Regions from separate parts of the Sus scrofa genome. Here region 1 is linked to region 2. The links are chromatin contacts, called in public Hi-C maps. All regions are on one chromosome and are shown on one strand. Each heading gives the region's core, a stretch centred on a gene start, on an enhancer-like site or on the middle of the called end of the contact. The rest is flanking DNA. Distances are from core to core; before and after follow the strand shown. Region 1 holds the start of TXNIP (thioredoxin interacting protein). Region 2 holds the start of MCL1 (MCL1, BCL2 family apoptosis regulator).

Region 1 (6,220 bases), core at 3,021-5,520, 790 kb before region 2:
CGGAAGGAATCTGCTGCGCCATGATGGGAACTCCCAAATTTTCTTTCTAATAAATTTCTCTAATACCATTTCACAGACAAGAAAACCAACATTTTTTTCCATTAAAAAAACTTTATTTATCTTTTTTACAAAGAATACCCCCACCTGGGGTGAAAAATATATCTGGTTAAGTACAAAATATAGTTTTTGTCATACAAAAAGATATACAATTAAAAAACAACAACAAAAAAAATGACACCACTTTTAGCCCACATACTTTCTCAGGAGAGGGTAGAGCTCAGGGCTCTGACACAGGACAGCGAACAAAGTGCTAAGGCTGAGAATGACTGACCAAGTGCTGGTGGCTGCAGTGAGAGAGGGGCTATCAACATCCCCGTCTCCTAACACTGGGGGAAGGGAGCCCTAGGGGCTTTTGTGAAAACCTGCCCTCTAGTTTCTCATGGCACCATCTGGATGCTCTAATCACAGTGTTGGGGCATTTTGATCGAGTTCTTCCTTGGCTTTGGAGATGTCACAGTAGGCAAGGCTGATAGCAGCAACCCTTCTCATATAATTAGAGTGTCAGAATTGCAGAATTCTGTACACTGGGACAAAGTCTCAAAAGTAGTGAGAAACACTTTTTTTTTTTTTTTTTTTTTTTGTCATTGTGCTTACCCCAGAGACACAGTAGACCGATTTTGGCTTACATCTGAGATAGAGGGGAAAAAAATTTGACACAAACTAAAGTGCTAAGACCATCACCTCAGAATCAATTCCAAGGAGTCATGTGAGAAGAAAAACACATTTTCCCACATGAAAATGTTTGCCAACAGAAGAACACAGTGCAATAGGCTCTAAAAATGGCTTTTTAAGACCTTTGGTGGGGCATAGTTACTACTGCTTTACGCCACATTAAAGCACTTTCTAAACAAAGACAACTTTAGAGCTTCTTCCCTTTAATTCACATGGGAAGCTCACTCTAAACCAAATAAGCTCTGGAGGATTTTTCTTTTTTGTTTTCTTTTATCTATAAGTGTACAAACAAAGGGGAACAATGATTTTAAGAACATCTTTTTCCCAAAGTTTTGGCCATGATTTTTTTCCTTTTCATTCTTCTAGTTTGCTAAATTGGCTTTTCTCCACATGGCAGAGGTTCAAGATCTATTGTTATAACAGTCTGAAATCCCCTCCATAAAACCTTGGGAAGACCACACCAGGAGGCCATTTCTACCCCTTATTTAAAATGCCTCAATTCTCAAAAAAGATCTGAGAAAATGGAATGGGCCTAAATTTGTCTGTGTTTTTAAACCCATCCAGCAAAAAAACCCTTGTCACAACATCTCACTGGCTGAGGACGACTGCGCACCCTTTAAGGCCCAAGAGATTGCCTGATGATCACCTCCTACACCGGAGAGTCAGAGGCTGGGGTGGATCTGTACCCCACTGCAGAGACTGTTGAGTCTCCTAAAAAGTCAGTCCAGGAAGAGAGGTGAAAAGAAAGAAGTAGGTATAGCTGCTTCTTTCCTTCCACATGTTCACTGCACGTTGTTGTTGAGGATGCAGGGATCCACCTGGGAGGAAGAAAGAAAAGGATATTTTAGTTTGGGTAAGAACTAAGAGAACAACCCAGTTTAGTAATCCCTCCAAGTCAACTTTCCACTGAAGGCTTAGGACAAATGTAGTGGCAAAATGACAATTCTTACCTCACTGTAAGTAGGTGGTGGCATGAACTTAAACTCAGGAGCATACATAAAGATAGGGCTGTCTTGAGAGCCATCTGTGTCATCTAGCAGAGGAGTGGTGGGGCTCTCCAATCGGTGATCTTCAGGAATGATATCCATATAGCATGGAGGAGCTACAGAGACAAAGTATGGGGATAAGAAGCCTGGCCAAGAAATGCCTGACCATCACAATTTTACAAACCCAAGCAGACCAGAAGGGAAGAAAAGACATTAGGTCTGGCTCACCTTCGGGGGTATCAGGGATGTTTAGATCTACCCAACTCATCTCGGAGCTGGTTCGGCTGGCCATGCTGGACGTCCGGCTGCTGAGGCCTGACCTGCTGCCAATTACCAGGGGCAGGTCAAGAATGACCTTCTTGGAGCCAGGGACACTAACGTAGATCTAGAAAGGAACACGGGAGTTTGTTAGGCTAGAGATCTGGAGAAAACATCACTATTGTTTTGACAGATGAACAATTTCTCTCTCCAACCCTACAAACTCACCAGTAAGAAGTATTCAACTCGAAGGATGTTGCAGCCCAAGATAGAAGGCCTGATCTTCTGCACCCGAAGGCTCTTGCCACGCCATGATGCACAGGTTCCTGAGATAATGTGATTGCCTCTGACCGATGACAACTTCTGCGTCAGTACTTTGGTTTGGCCATTGGCAAGGTAAGTGTGGCGGGCTACAATGGCAGCTTTGGGCACCACAATGCGGGAACATGTATTCTCAAAATCAGCATGGATGTTAATCTCATCACCTAGCAATGGGAAAGATGAAAACTGATGCTCAGTACAATCAACGACTTTTCTTTTGTCCCTTTCTACAGCCCTCATCCCAAACCCATAGTTTCTGTTTTAGCAGTCTCCCATTTTAAGCACAGATTTTTACCTTCACAGAACCCTTTTCTGTCGATTCGAGCAGAGACAGACACCCGGCCATCAGGAATGAACATGCAGGAAACTTTCTTCTCCTTTTTAGCAGACACAGGTGCCTATGTAGAATGGAGGTGTTTTGAGAATTTCTAGAGATCCTTTCCCTGCTTTCCGTTCCTTTCCAGTACTTATTTATAGTAGGTAGCCTTCCCTCCCACCTTGATGATTTAGGACTTGATTCCCCGAGGGGCTTCACTTTTAATGCCCTAGACATTTGACTTAGCACCCCTGAGCCCAAAAAGAACAGAATCTTAGAATGACTTTACCATTAAATCAGGGGTATTGACATCCACTAGATCCATCACTTCGAAGTGTTTTTTTGTCTCTTGAGTTGGCTGGCTTGGGCGATCAAGAAAAGCCTTCACCCAGTAGTCTACACACCCATATTTTCCTTTGAAAGATGTTCCCAGAGGCCTTTATAAAGAAAAAGGAAACAACTAACTTAAAAAAATGCTCTCCAAGAACAGTGAGTGATCAAAGGAGGGGAAGATTTTTAGAGACAGATAAGTCCACAGATGCATTTAGCTGATACCTACCCCTGAGGAAGCTCAAAGCCAAACTTGTATTCATATTTGTTTCCAGGTCTCATGATCACCATCTCATTCTCCCCTGAAAAGAGAGATAAGCAAGTAACCATTAGGTTTCCTGTTACACTTAAAATGCATCTGTGCCGATAAGGAATTCTTAGGCATCACGCAAGAGTATTGCAGAACTCGTATTCTCATCCCTTTTGTTCCTAAATGACAGATTCTGATGTATTTTGTTGGGCAAAAAGTTGCAAAGCCCTGTAGTGTTGACAGGCTCAACCAGGACAGTTAAGCTACAATCATCTCAAACAAGAAGCAAGCAAAGAATAAGCAACTTATGCACAGAAATGTTTCAATAGGTAAGGCAACATCCTTCAACATCTCCAGAACACAGCACCACAAGAAATTGTACAAATCACCCTTTTGGGTGGGCAGGGATTGTAAATTAAAAAGAAACAAAAAGATAAGGAATTGACACAAAATTCAAACCACACCACCTGAGCAACTTAGAATATTTAGTGTAGGCTCTATTTATTCGTATCAACTCTCTTCTCAAATCAGCTTTCGCCCTCCAGTCAACAGCTGGGTCACTTACCTGTTGGGTGGTCGTCCAGGAGAAGAGTGTCTTCATAGCGCAGGTAGTCCAAGGTCTGTTTGCACTGCTGGGATCCCTGCATCCACAGGACTTTGGCCACTCCACAAGCCAGGATCCTGACAGCTTTGATTCGAGTGACTTCACACACCTCCACTATCACCCGGCCAGCCACCTTCTCCCCACAGCCGTACACCTTTTCGGGGTCGTTAAAGACCACCTCAAAAGACTTGATCTTCTTGAACATCACCATGTTTGGGCTCGGTTGACTTGAGAGTTAGAAACGGGGCAGGGGGCAGGAGTGAAAAACAAAACCCCGAATCAAAGGGCCCTTTGCAATGAATTAAAATTATTTCACTTTTCAACTCTCTATTAAATGTTCGACAAGATGTTCCCTTGCTGGTTGTGCCAAGGTATTTCAAAAGAAAAATAAGCTCTTTCCTGTCTTTCCTCCAACAGCTGGAGGAGAGCTCCGGATCTCGGCGGGAAAGCTAACAGCGATCTGCCAGAGGAGTGGAAAGGATAGCTTGTGCTGAGAGCTATAAACTGCTCTATATAGTAGCCGGGCAGGCAGAGCCACGCGAGCGCTGGCCCGGAGGCTCGTGCAGCCCTCGTGCACAGCCCGCCCATTGGCTGCCCGCTCCATGTTTACCAGGAGCCCGACCAATCAGCGAAGTCGCAGCGGCGCGTGGACACAGTGTGCTCCTGGCGGGGAAAATGGTTGTTGTGCACTGCTGCGGCCCTGGGAGGAGGGGGCGCAGGGGCCGTGGGCGGCTTCCCGGGAGCCCAAAGGAACGAAGCATTCGCAGACCCTAAAATTTATCCGAGGCCAGTGGCCTTGGGAGGGCGAATGAGGATGCTTCTGGGCTGGAGCGACATTTCGAGGTAAAAGGAAAATGTGCTTATGAGGGAATTTCGTGCCTAGCCATTGCCAGTGCAGTTAATTTAGAGGCGACCGTTTATTCCCGGCTCACAAATCGCAAGTCGTGTGAAAAACAATCCCCGAGCGCCAAGAATACTTTAGGATTGGGGCGGAGGGCAAGGAGTGCTGCTGTTATTATTCAGGACGAGCCCCTTTGTCTTCTTGCCCCGCATCTCTATTAAAAACACCCCCCCCCCAAAAAAAATAAGCTGATGTGAGAAGGAAATGAGAATTTGTCACAAATTTTTACCCTCTTCTCCGCGCACACAGGGAAGCGCGCGTGTGGGACCTACCAGCCTTTTTCCTCCCTTTCCAGCCCCCAGGGCTCAGGGCTTGGTGCTGGGCTGTTCCTCAGCCCCTGCGCCCCCAACTCAGTTCTCTCTGTTCTCTGGACCGGAAACAGTAAGGGCGCGGCCACATCCTGTTGCTAATGCCCTCATCTCTTCAGTCCCTAACCTGCAAAGTTGAGGGACACTTTGTTTCTGTTCTCCCAGTTACCTCATCACTTCTTTAGTAAATTGTGTTCTCTAGGCTCAGGTTACCTCTCCCTCCCTACTTCTCCAGGAAAGGGGGAAAAAAAAGGATGCTTCATTCTGCGCTTTTTTTCTGAATAACTTTAACTCTTTCTTGCCTTCGTTCCCTCTCCAATTTACTAAATCAAAGGTACATCCCTAAATCTGCTGCCCACCCTCCTCACAGCCTTCAAGTTAATTAAAAGCAGTAAAGTTCTCTGGTCTGTAACCAAAGTGTCCTGTTTGAAGGAAGCATTTCCTATCTTTGAAAAGTTTTTTTTTTTTTCTAAGTTGTTCAGAAATTGCTAAGAAAGCAAAGAGAAGACCGAAGGTTCACTGGCACGCTATATGCTAAAGCTGGAAGAGAACCTGACTCCTCATCCTGTGTTGTCATTTGGCTTGCTGACAGGTGGGTTTTTCCCTAGCTGGCCATGAGATGCCTTAGGAGCTGACTCCCAAGCAATTTCTCAAAAATGCAATAAGAGGAGTTTCCATCGTGGCTCAGTGGTTAACAACCGGACTCGCATCCATGAGGACGTGGGTTCAATCCCTGGCCTCACTCAGTGGGCTAAGGATCTGGCGTTGCTGTGGCTGTGGTGTAGGCCAGAGGCTACAGCTCCGATTTGACCCCTAGCCTGGGAACCTCCACATGCTGTGGGTGCGGCCCTTAAAAAAAAGCCAAAAAAAAAAAAAAAAATGCAATAAGAAAAACTTGTGTGTAGAGACACAGGGATTCTTCTCCCTTTTCTTTGATACCTGAGCCCCTCTCATGGTTATGTTGGGGCATCAGGAGATTATTGTTTCATTTCTTGTGCTAGAAAGAGGAAGACAATGTCCTCAAGATTGAGTTGGATAAGTAAATAAGAAGCATTAGGATATGCAGAAATCCTACCCTCTCAGCAAAAAGAAGACTATTCATTGCTCTTAAGGATCCTTCATCTTTCCTCACACTCTCTAACTGGGTTGACACCCTAAGGCTAACAAGTTACAACTCAACCCCACTATTATTAGCTCAGAACTCAGGTATTACG
Region 2 (6,018 bases), core at 1,416-3,915:
TATTGGGGCTTCAGATCATAGTTCTATTACCTGTAGCTTAAATCCACTTTACACACACCAGTGGTGTTGTTAGTGCTTCTCTTCTGACACTAAAGAAAGTTAATGAAGTCCGTGGGCATATTTAATGAACTCTAGGACTAGCCTGGCTACTGGCCTCTTTCCTGTTCTAGACAAGGTAATTAAAGTCTCTTTACCCTACTATCGACCCTAAGTCTAAAAAGTACTCTTCAAGGCCTCCCAAAGTTTGACTTTGCTGAAACTGAATTCTGCTTCTTTCAGACAGTGACTCTTCAAAGGAAACTACTTTTCCCAGGTATTTATTTCAGTCATAATCCTCTTGCCACTTGCTTTTCTCTGTTGCTAGAGTAGACCTCTTGGAGATTATGGCCTAGACAGTCTGAAGTCCAACTTCATAAATACATTTGATTTCACAGACGTAGGATTTTGTGGCTGGAGTTGGTTAAGAGTCAATTATTGCACTTAAAAGGCTATCTTATTAGATATGCCAAACCAGCTCCTACTCCAGCAACACCTGCAAAAGCCAGCAGCACATTTCTGATGCCGCCTTCTAGGTCCTCTACATGGAAGAACTCCACAAACCCATCCTAGAAAACAAAAAAGAAAAGCACATTTTCAAGTACAGGCTTCCACTGGCTTAAAAACACTGTTTATAAAGAAAAGATTACGAGTTCCCGTGTGGCTCAGTGGGTTAAGGATCCGGCATTGTCACTGCAGTGGCTAGGGCTGCTGCTGTGGTGCGGGTTCGATTTCTGGCCTGGAAACTTCTGCAAGTCTTGGGTGTGGCCACACAAAAAAAGAGATGAATTAAAATAGCTAAGGTTCCTCCCAAAACACAACCAGGAACCAATTATTACCCCCAGACTGCAAAGGAGACAGATTATGCAATTAAAAGGGAGGAGCAATTTCAATAATTTTTTCTATTATCTCCAGGTGATTTTTTGTTTCTTCATAATTTGAATCCACTGGTGTGAGGAGTATCCAGCTGAATTATAGTAAAATAACCCAAAACGAAAGACTCAATCAGTAAAATAGCCTAAACTTTTCATAAAACTAGAATTTTTGATGCAACGTATTCAGAGGTACATTAAGTTAGAGCCCGAAAACTGAGTTGTGCATCTGTAAAAACCTCTAGATATCCCCTTTCTCTATAAAACCCTCCACTCCATCCCCACTTCTTCAAGTCCCCTTTTCAACCTTAAATGAAACTTACCCAGCCTCTTTGTTTGACTAGCCAGTCTCGTTTTGTCCTTACGAGAACATCTGTGATGCTTTCTGCTAACGGTTCGATGCAGCTTTCTTGATTTATACTCTTCAAGTGTTTGGCCACAAAGGCACCAAAAGAAATAAGAGTCACAATCCTGCCCCAGTTTGTTACTCCGTCACTGAAAACGTGGACCATCACTCGAGACAAAGATTTGACATCGTCTTCGTTTTTGATGTCCAGTTTCCGAAGCATGCCTGAGAGGAAAAAAAGCATGCAGGTTCTCACCGCCTCCTTTGTCTAAACCAGGGCACGATTCGCCTGCCCACCCACGACGGGGGAAATCGCTATTTGAGCTCTATAGAATTTAGGCCGTTCCCACTTGAAAATTGACATCCCACCCTTTCCGGGCTTTGAACAGAGCTGCCATTTCCAAAAGAATCAAGTGGGCGGAAACAATGACTCACGGCCAGAATATTCTGGTTTCAGAAATGGGATAAGAGTCGTTTCAACATGGACTCGTTTCGGTTTCCACCCACCGAAGGTGCGTGAGTCCAGAGAGCTAAAGAGAAAGAAAAAGCAGGGCAGCCTTCACGACTAACCCCCTTACCTTGGAAGGCCGTCTCGTGGTTGCGCTGCACCCCGTCCCCGACCCGTCGCAGGGTCTCTAACGCCTTCCGGCTGGCGGCCCCAGACCCGCCCATTGGCTTCGCGTCCTTGGCGCCGGTTGCCTGCTCCCGAAGGTACCGAGAGATAATCTCCAGGGACTGCCGGTATAACTCGTCCTCCTCCTCCTCTGCCGGGGGCGGCGTCGAGGGGAGCGAGCCGTCCGTGCCGGGGCCACTACTGGCCTCCTCGACTAACCCCAGCAAGGGCAGGACGGCCGGCCGCTTCCCGAGGGGCTCCGGCTCGTACCCGTCCAGCTCCTCTTCGGGAGACATGATGGCGTCGGAGGCCGGGGATTCCATCTCTTCAGGCGGCGACGCGAGGCGGGTGGGCGCGAAGAACAGCAGTCTGGCGGGGGTCGCGGTGACGTCGGGGCCCTCGGCGCCAATGGGCGAGGGCCGCGCGACCCTCCGGGCGTCTGGCGCAGGAGTGGACGGGGGGCTCGCGCCGGCGCTTCCGCCAATCACCATGCCGGCTTCCCCTCCCCCTACCTCTTGCCGGGCCGTGGCCTCTTTTCCCGTAGCCAAGAGACGGCCTCCCGGAGCGGAGGCGCTGCTGCCGCTTCCAGGCCCCAATCCGGCCCCCCCACAGTAGAGGTTGAGTCCGATTACTGCGTTTCTCTGGAGGCCAAACATCGCAAGCCGCCGCCGCCACCACCTTGGCAGAAAAATGGGGGAGGCCCGACTCCTTACGGGAAGGAAGCGGAAGTAAGGTCTGAGAGAGGCACTCCTAGATCGCAGTTTTAGAACCAGTCCGCAGTGGCGTCAGCAACTCTCTAAAAAAAAAAAAAAAAAAATTGAACCCCCGTAAAAGGGCAAGGGGCGGAAGCTTCCGGAGAATGCAGCACCGCACGGCACCTAACCGGCGGTTCGGGGGGCGGGGCTTCCGGCTCTCCGAACCTCTCGCGGCCCGTTACGTAACCTTGGCTCCAGCCCTCTGCAAGGTGGGCTTGCGCTCTTCACCCGTGCCGGTCTGGGCCGGCTGGGGATTGCTACCTCGTCGCTTCCCTGAGTGCTGATTTGCAAGCCCCTTCTGTTGCTTTTGTACCGGAGGGTTGTTTTTTTTTTCCCCCACACCACAGTCCTAACCCTCGAGTCACTCGGAGATTGAGGAAGAGGGATGAGTAAATTCTGCCACGGATGCGGGACCACAGCCTTAGGATGGATGAATATGAGGACACTGTTGGGAAAATGTAGTTATTTTGCGCAACCTCAGCTCTGTACTCTCATTCCAACATTGTGTGGAAACGGGGACGCTCCATGGACTGACCTATAGAATCATTTTTACGTAAATTCGCAAAGCGAAATTGTTCTGCTCCAGCTAAATTTTATGCCTGTCTCCCTATTTGCTTTCTCCCATCGCCATCTCTCTCATGCTTTTTATATATGTCTTACTCGTTCACTACATCTTCTGAGACTCTTGATACCACTTACGTTGATAAGAGACATTTGAATCTAGGGGTAAACCCCTTAAGGACATGGATCTTGTTATATACCATATATGTGAGTTAACATTAATTGAAGCAACCTGTTTTTCCTAAAAGATCTGTAAAATTAGTAATAGCTAAAATTCAAGAGCAAAGTATTTGAGGGACAGAAGCAGGAAAGGTGAGCATGGTTCCTATTCCTGAAAACATCACTTTAATAAGGAAATAGGGCACCTGTACCACAGGATTATGTATTTGGGCAAGACCTAGAAGCATGGAGCTTTATAATAAGGGGCAGAAAGTTTGGAGAGAAACATCCTGCGGTTGTAGTGAATAAGAAATGGTTTATCTATTTAAGGAATGTAAAATCTTGCACAGCAACAAACCATAATGTGAGATGGAATATAGGAGGCATCAACAACTTAATATTGGAATTAAGAGGCTGGAAAATTCACTTTCGGCTAGGAGAGCTAGGGGAAGACTTTATGGAAGAGGTAGCTTTTTCTGCTCTGCTTTCTAGAACGCGATTTTATTTAGGGGAAAGAGATTGAGCAAATTTGCGTGCAAAAGCGGTTTCTTCTTCAGAGGCTGTAGAAGGAAGTGCATTGCTGGTTTCACTTTAAGCTTATAGCCAGAAATCTCAAGTGTTCAGTAATCCTATTGCAGTTCCTTAATCGATTCACTCTCCTGTGATCCAAGATGACTATTGAACACCTTCTTTTATATCCTTAAACGTCCCATATTCCCTTCTCCCAGCCTCACTTTAAGCTTTTAACTTACTGAGAAAATGGAAACAATCAGAGGAGAAAAACTTCATTTCTTTCTTTCTTTTTTTTTTTTTTTTTTTTTGCTTTTTTAGGGCTGCACCTGTGGCATATGGAGGTTCCCAGGCTAGGGTCGAATTGGAGCTACAGCTGCCTGCCTACACCACAGCAACAGCAATACCGATCCAAGCCGCGTCTTCCACCTACGTCATAGCTCTCGGAAACACCGGATCCCCAACCCACTGAGCGAGGCCAGGGATTGAACCTCATGGATACTAGGCTGATTCATTTCTGCTGCACCGTAACAGGAACTCCAAAAAAACTTCATTTCTCATCAGCAAATCTGTGAATTTTCTCCCGTTTCCATTCTGTCTGCCATTACTACAGTTAAAATGAATAAACCTTCCCTACCATCCCAGATCAATCTCTTCACTTGTGCACTGGATCGCATCTCCTTGTCTCTTCAAGTCCTTGCAGTTATCCCTTGCACCATCAATTTCTCTCAATCTACTCACATTTATTTATTGGCCATGCCTGAGGCAGTGGAAATTCCCTGGTCAGGGATTGAATCCTCTCCACAATCCATGACAATGATGAATCCTTAACACTAGACCACCAGGGAGCTCCTCTCTCTCCCTATTGAATCATTACATCAGCACACAAATTCGAGGCAGTGGAAATTCCCTGGCCAGGGCTTGAATCCACTCCACGATCTATGACAATGATGAATCCTTAACCACTAGACCACCAGGGAGCTCCTCTCTTTCCCTATTGAATCATTCCATCAGCACACAAACTTGATGTTCTTTCTCACATCTTTAGAAAGCCTTCCTTAGAACCTAAATTCTTTGATCCCCTTTTTGTAACAAAAATCTTCAACCTCCTTCCTTTTCTCTCTTGAATCCACTTCTCACCACTTCACTGAACCCATTCTTGTCAGTGTTATCATGACCTCCACTTGGCTAAACTCCAGTGGTTAATTTGCATTCCTCATTTTACTTGACCTCTCAGCAGAACTTAACAGGTGTTCAATCATTTCCTTTTGTTTGTTTGTTTTTCCGAGCCCACAGCTTGTGGAAGTTCCTGGGCCAGGGATTGATCCTACGCCACAGCAGTGACCCGAGCTGCTGCACTGACAATGCTGGGTCCTTAACCCATTGAGCCACAGGAGAACTCCTAACCATTCCCTTCTTGAAACACATTCTTCAGGTGCCTTTTAGGCCACCACCTCTCCTGGTTTTCCCTCTTCTGCACTGGCTACTCTCTTCAGTTTTAGTCATCTTTTCCAAGGACTATCCACTTGATGAGGCAACTTATCTTGTTTCCCTTTGTAACCTTAGCCACACCTTAGACACTCAATTGCTGAATGGATAAATCTAAATGTTTACTAATATGGAATACATAAAGGCTAGAAAAGTGGGTTGGGGTTATGGTTTTGAAAGCCAGTTGAAGAGCTTAGAACTTTTCTAGGCAGTTGGGAAACCACTGAGAACTAGAGTACCATGATATATGCTCTACTTTGGGTTCATTGCTCTAATTGTGGGTTTTAGAATGGATCAAGAAAGAAAGGATTGGAAGTAAATAAGTTAGGATGCTACTGCAATATGATAGGCAAGAATTAATGGTGTCCTATGGAGTTCCCATCATGGCTCAGTGGTTAAATGAATCCAACTAGGAACCATGAGGTTGCGGGTTCAATCCCTGCCCTTGCTCAGTGGGTTAAGGATTTGGCGTTGCCATGAGCTGTGGTGTAGGTCACAGATTCGGCTCAGATCCTGTGTTGCTGTGGCTCTGGTGTAGGCTGGCGGCTACAGCTCCGATTAGACTCCTAGCCTGGGAACCTCCATATGCCGAGGGAGCGGCTCTAGAAAAGGCAAAAAGACCAAAAAAAAAAAAAAAAGTTAATGGTGACCTGAATTCAGGTGGTGGTAGTGGAAATG

Evidence for each region. Hi-C and Micro-C count contacts between places; a contact is called where the count stands out from the background.
Region 1: a Hi-C map of mesenteric adipose tissue shows a contact between it and region 2, with 2.5 times the contacts expected there. The contact joins the promoter of TXNIP here to the promoter of MCL1 in region 2. A contact is called at or near these places in 3 of 47 Hi-C or Micro-C datasets (mesenteric adipose tissue, skeletal muscle and subcutaneous adipose tissue) and 1 of 2 datasets of contacts at active chromatin or transcription factors (skeletal muscle).

What each region holds. Positions count from the first base shown.
Region 1 is chr4:99,346,639-99,352,858 of Sscrofa11.1, reverse strand. TXNIP (thioredoxin interacting protein) reads right to left here and starts at 4,270. Exons shown (of 8, transcript NM_001044614.2): 1 at 3,759-4,270; 2 at 3,173-3,245; 3 at 2,903-3,050; 4 at 2,593-2,695; 5 at 2,205-2,461; 6 at 1,947-2,103; 7 at 1,683-1,834; 8 at 1,099-1,550. The coding sequence starts at 4,008. The coding sequence ends at 1,515. LOC106510173 (a long non-coding RNA gene) reads left to right here and starts at 4,502. Exons shown (of 4, transcript XR_002343449.1): 1 at 4,502-4,640; 2 at 5,481-5,598.
Region 2 is chr4:98,558,739-98,564,756 of Sscrofa11.1, reverse strand. It overlaps MCL1 (MCL1, BCL2 family apoptosis regulator), which reads right to left and starts at 2,665. Exons shown (of 3, transcript NM_001348806.1): 1 at 1,833-2,665; 2 at 1,232-1,479; 3 at 1-605. The coding sequence starts at 2,523. The coding sequence ends at 489.